2 separate regions of the Mus musculus genome follow, and region 2 is linked to region 1. The links are chromatin contacts, called in public Hi-C maps. All regions are on one chromosome and are shown on one strand. Each heading gives the region's core, a stretch centred on a gene start, on an enhancer-like site or on the middle of the called end of the contact. The rest is flanking DNA. Distances are from core to core; before and after follow the strand shown.

What was found. A called contact is a pair of places that touch in the nucleus more often than the background predicts.
Region 2: a Hi-C map of cortical neurons shows a contact between it and region 1, with 2.6 times the contacts expected there. The contact joins two enhancer-like sites. A contact is called at or near these places in 1 of 39 promoter capture datasets (hippocampal neurons) and 6 of 484 Hi-C or Micro-C datasets (cerebral cortex, cortical neurons, frontal cortex and 1 more).

What each region holds. Positions count from the first base shown.
Region 1 is chr3:50,914,034-50,916,733 of GRCm38.p6, reverse strand. No RefSeq gene overlaps it. Among named protein-coding and RNA genes, the nearest start is that of Gm37548, 26 kb to the right of the region's middle. Within about 2 kb of position 1,428, at least 24 of the 459 cell types and tissues checked have an H3K27ac peak or open chromatin away from gene starts, as enhancers often do. A contact at or near this core is called in cortical neurons and hippocampal neurons, where this site is marked.
Region 2 is chr3:50,982,978-50,985,677 of GRCm38.p6, reverse strand. No RefSeq gene overlaps it. Among named protein-coding and RNA genes, the nearest start is that of Gm35756, 59 kb to the left of the region's middle. Within about 2 kb of position 1,382, at least 52 of the 459 cell types and tissues checked have an H3K27ac peak or open chromatin away from gene starts, as enhancers often do. A contact at or near this core is called in cortical neurons and hippocampal neurons, where this site is marked.

The DNA of each region.
Region 1 (2,700 bases), core at 179-2,678:
CAAAGGCATAGAGAATGAAGGGACTTGGAACTCTGCCCTCTCAGAGTGTAGTTTAAGGGACAGAAAGCCCCAGACAATTGGATTCAGGTCTGAGTCACAGACCATCACTCTCGTGGAATCTGATTTGTGGACGAGCTGCCCCTAGGAGCCATTAACCCACATCGCACATACATTCTGATTCCTTGCTCAATGTTGCCCTTCAGGTGCCACGCTGACCTCTGGAAGATCAGCCTTGGGAATTACTGAGGTGGGCAGTGTTTCGCTATGGACCATTTGGCAGACCTAATTTCCATGGGAGGAGAATACCACAGTATTGTGGATTTGTCCACCACTGTTACTTCTCTTCTGGCCCTGAGATGAAGTTGGCTTCACTCTGACATGGTGAAGAAATCAGATCTTCTGGCCAGAAGAAGCTGTGTGTGTTCTTTGAAGACGGGATGCAGACTTGTCTCGCTGGGGGAACACACTGATGTCCTTGTGCTCTGAACAGACAATTCTTCTTTCCTTTTAAGAGTCTGCAGTCATATTTTGGGGATGTTTGGACAAATCCATCTTTTTATAGTATAGACTTAGAACTCACCTAGCTGGCTTTTTATTAAACTCATAAATGAAGGTATTTAAAGCATAGTTAATGTTCCAGGGGCATGATTGTCATGATCTAATGGGTTTCTTCTCTCTCTCTCTCTCTCTCTCTCTCTCTCTCTCTCTCTCTCTCTCTCTCTCTCTTTGCTTGCCTGTCTGTCTGTCTGTCTGTCTGCCTCTCAGAATTATCAGTGTAAACCAAGTAGTATATCAGATGGATAATGGGTGTGGGGTTCAAACTCTGTAGGTCAGCCAGTGTCAGCTGTATGCCTGTCTGTGCTCTAACCTGCTCAATGGGTGAAGTATGAGGTAATGTGTTCACAACAATGGTACACACATAGGAAGTGCCTAGGAGGGGACACATTATTGAAGGAGAAGAAGAAAAAGAAGGAGAAGGAGAAGGAGGAGGAGGAGGAGGAGGAGGAGAAGAAGAGGAAGAAGAAGAAGAAGAAGAAGAAGAAGAAGAAGAAGAAGAAGAAGAAGAAGACGCAGCAGCAGCAGCAGCAGCAGCAGCAGCAGCAGCAGCAGCAGCAGCAGCAGCAGCAGCAGCAGCAGAGCAGCAGCAGCAGCAGCAGCAGCAGCAGCAGCAGCCGCCGCCGCCACCATGGTGATCATTAGCATGGTGGCCATTTCTACTATGCCCCCAAATCTTCACATCAGGTGGCTTATGCTTTTTAAGTGTTAAAATAAATAAAACATCTATGCTCCCACTGTGGATAGATTTTCAATTTCTCCTATTATAGCAGGCAGTAAAATAGATTTCTTAATAAGTCTCCACGTTAGAAAGGCAGGTCTGACCAAAGAGTGGGCACATTAGCAGCTGTGAGATTCATCAGTCACAGCAGCTGGGCGAACTCTCTGGTGGATGTGCGAGAGTGATGAGCCTTTGTCACGTCACACCGCTTTCCCTCGCCATCTCTCTCCCCGGTTACATTTTTTAAAAATAATGCCGTTAATTTTCATGAGTGTTTCAAGCCTGAGTTAGATATCATATTATAAATACCTCAGAAACTGAGGAGGATCTGGGTAACAAGAGCAGATTACTAACCTCCCACGAATCAAAATCAGACCCACGGAATCCAAACTTAGATACCCATAAAAATCCACCCTGTTCTGTTTCCCCAGGATTACAGCCCGTTGCTGACGATTTAAGCCGCCTGCAGATCTGTGGCTACGGCATCTAATTGCAGATGGGTTTAAACCTTGAGCAGGTCAATGGAAGCGTGATGATCTCAGGATAATTTGTCTTTTCTGTATTTCTATGGCATGATATATAATCCCTGGCTGGAAAGGGTCCTTGTGGGTGTCAGCCTCTGCTCCCGCCTGTAATAGAATGAAGAAGTGGCAAATAGGCGATCCTTTGTATAAATCTCTTTTCCCTGCATAATGTGGGTCGAGGGACAGGCCCACCTTTGTTAAAGCAGGGACAAGGGCATTGGGCACAGAAGCCATCCTGGATTTGCTTCAGTAGTGCATGCACAGGCTTTTGAAATCTTGCCTTGCTGTGTGGCAGTCTTGATTGCCAGAGAGCCATGTTTCTCTTTTTACGTAAGTCTTGCTTTCTCTGCTCCCCCTTGAGCTAGCTGGAGCACCTCAGATTGGGTGGGGGTCAAGAACTTTGAAGAGGTGATTGTTACGTGGTGATGCAGGAGCCAGAGAGGATGGAGAACTGGTTTTATCTGTGCCTGAACCTGTAAGACTCGCTCTCTCTGCTTAAGACCTGATGATCAGTAACTCGACAGGGGTTTATGGGAAAACGTAGAGTGGGCTATAGAGCAAGCCTTTTTCTCTCAACACTTCAGGCATGCCTAAGTAACCGACAGGTAGATGGCTCAGTTGGTAAAGTGTAGGCACAGTTGGTAGAGTGTATGCAACCATAGGACACAAGTCCAACCCCCAGAAGCTGTGTAAAAAAAAGTCGGGTGTAGTATAATCCCAGCTTTGTTGGGGAGGTAGACAGGTTCATTCCTGGGACTCCTGGGTTCGCCAGCGTAGCTTGGTTAGTGGGCTTCAGGTCAGTGAGACCCTGTCTTAAAAAGTAGTGGAAGGCTTTTGAAACCCAAAGCTGTTCTGTGGCCTCCATATGCACTGGCACATGTACACACACACACATACACA
Region 2 (2,700 bases), core at 133-2,632, 69 kb before region 1:
ATCGCCTTTGAGGCTTGTCTGCTTTTCCAGCCACTTTGTGATGCACATCACTGCTTATTTTATGTTACAGGTTACTCACAATGGATGCTTTTATTTTATAAGAGGTCACAAGGTGAGTGACAGGCTTGCCGTTGCTCTCTCTCTCCAAAAGTGCTTGTGCTCATATATCTCTCTATAGATCTAGACGGGGAGAGGATATAGTTCACGTTGACCCATGATTGTTTTCTTCCCCAAATTTCTGTGTCTGAGCAATAAGCTCTGATCTTAAATTTTATTTGGCAAGTTACAGAGTGTGCTAGTTTATCAGAGAGGTAACAAATGGATTTTTTTTCCTTCTGAATTTCAATGAAAGAGGAGTATTCATCTTCAGTATTGATCTACTGTGCCTAGGGGTGCTTGGGTGATTAGCACTCTCCTGTATTTATAGAGAATCTGCACTTCATAAATGTCGAAAGGCACTTTGCTTTACATAAGTGGCCGTGTTCCGACATCTCACAAAGTTAGCAATTATCACGAGCACCACGTTGGGGAAGGTGGGAAGTAAATAATCGCAGAGGGGAGTCAGCATGGTTCTTGCTAGAACGGGGCCACAAGGAGATGTTCTTCCTGCTCTGTTTTACTTGGGCTGCATGTCCTTGACCCACGGAGACATGGGGGACTTTCTGAGCTCCATTTTGGTTTTCTGCATCAAAGGTCTCCTTCTCATGAGGTTGAATGCCAAGTGGTCCAAGAAACCGACATACCAAACAAGCAAACAAACGAGCAAACAAACAAAATCTTCTTTCCACTTGGGATGCCCATGCTGAGACAGGAGAAAACTTCATCTTGAGTCTAGGAATCAGAAAGGGTAGTCTTTGGGGGGTTCTGTGGAATTATTATATTAAGGTTTATAAAGAACCTTTTATATACTTTTGTGACAATATAAGTGAATATTTCAGACAATTTTTGAAATTGGAGATAGAAGGCTCCTAAGCAGTGTTTGTGAGCTGCCCTGACCATTTAACCTTCACCAAACTGACCAGCTCTTTCATGTCCTGCAGACAAGATCAGTGCCTGTAGAGGTTTTTCTTGGTCTTCAATAAAGCCTCTGAAAAGTTGTCATAGCAACAGTGGCAACAGATAATAAAACAGGCTGAGAAGGTGGCCTCACTGGCCTTCAGGCTTTGTTAGCTGATGCTGTCCTGGGCTGTAATGGCTTGTTCACAGATAACATTTCATTTCAAAAATGCTCGATTTTGGAGACCCCTAGAAGAGGCATATCTTGTCCTCAAAATGACCACTTAGGCCTCCCTCCTTTGTACCCTCCGTCTGTACGGTTAGCCTGTGCTCGATCCGTGGGCACAGAGATTGCCATTCTCAGTTGAGTTATTCCTGATCGTGAGCTTGCTGGATGATGTTAAGCTGGGGCTTGTCATCTTTCCTCAATTGCTTTCCGTGGATCACTGCGTTTTCCAGCACTGTGTGGGAGTCGTGTGAAGCTCTCTTTGTTCAGTCTGCCAGCGGAGTCTGAGATGTCCTGGGTGTTTTTCCAGCAGGCTGCTATCACCTACACATGGTTGTTATGCATGTTATGGCTCTTGCATTTAATGATTGTGTTAAATGATGTTGCTTTCATGGTTCGGAGGGATGGTGTGCAAAGGCTCCGTGTATTTTAGGATGCTGGGACTGAGTGATGTGTTCCATCTGTCTCTCTGGCACAAGTTTTTACTTCAAGTTTTCTGTGTTAAGGGTCTGAGGTTGTCACATTTATGTCATTTCTTCTCAGTGTCAAAACTTGTCATGTCTTCTCAATAGATTAAGGAAAAGAAATTCTACTTTCAGTTTTTGTCCTTGTTTGATGCTTGTGGCCTGATTTCTGGCATTTAAAAAAGACTTCAGGATTTCTTTGAAAGTTGCAGTTTTGGTCCTTTATCTGCCCGGGTGTTTACTTGCCTCTATTTCTTCCATGTGTGTTTTCTTCCTCTTCCTCTTTCTCTTCCTCCTCCTCTTCTTCCTCCTCTTCCTCCTACTTCTCCTCTGTCTTCTTTTTTCTTGATGCTGAGGACTGAACCCAGGGTCTGTGCATGCTAAGCACACACGCTACCTCTGAGCTGCCCTATCCAGTCTGCTTCTTAAGCAAGACTTTCCGTGGCTCTTCTACTGACCCTACAGGAACACAATAGGCACCTCATAAAATTTTGCTCACGTTAAATTTCAGGTTGGATTCAGAGAAGGCGCCATTTGAATGAATGCTGTTTTACTGGGCCATGTGTATGCTGAGGTGTTTCAGAGGGTTATGGCCTTATGTCAGGCAGCAGATTAGAGCTGAACTCACCCTGCTGATAACCCGCCATTCCCTGTGTAAATCAAGAGCAGATGTGCAAGCTGCAGGCAGAGAGTGCAGACTGACACAGTTCTACAAGCTGACCTGATAAGTAAGAATATTCATAGGCTGATGAAAATGTTTAAAAAGGAATATTTGTACACTGGAAAAAATCGCACATTGGAAAAATGCCCACAACTGCTCCGGGAAAGCCAAACCCATAGTCATTCTACTCTTGAGGAAGCCAAATCTATTTTGGGGTATTTTGAAAATCAGATTTATTGCCGTGATTATTTGAAATACTCTTCTAGAGAGAGAACAAAGGATGTATTTTGTCTTTCATCCCAATAACTCGGGTGATATGTGGCCCTTGATTTTGATCAGTTGAGGTAGTGCCC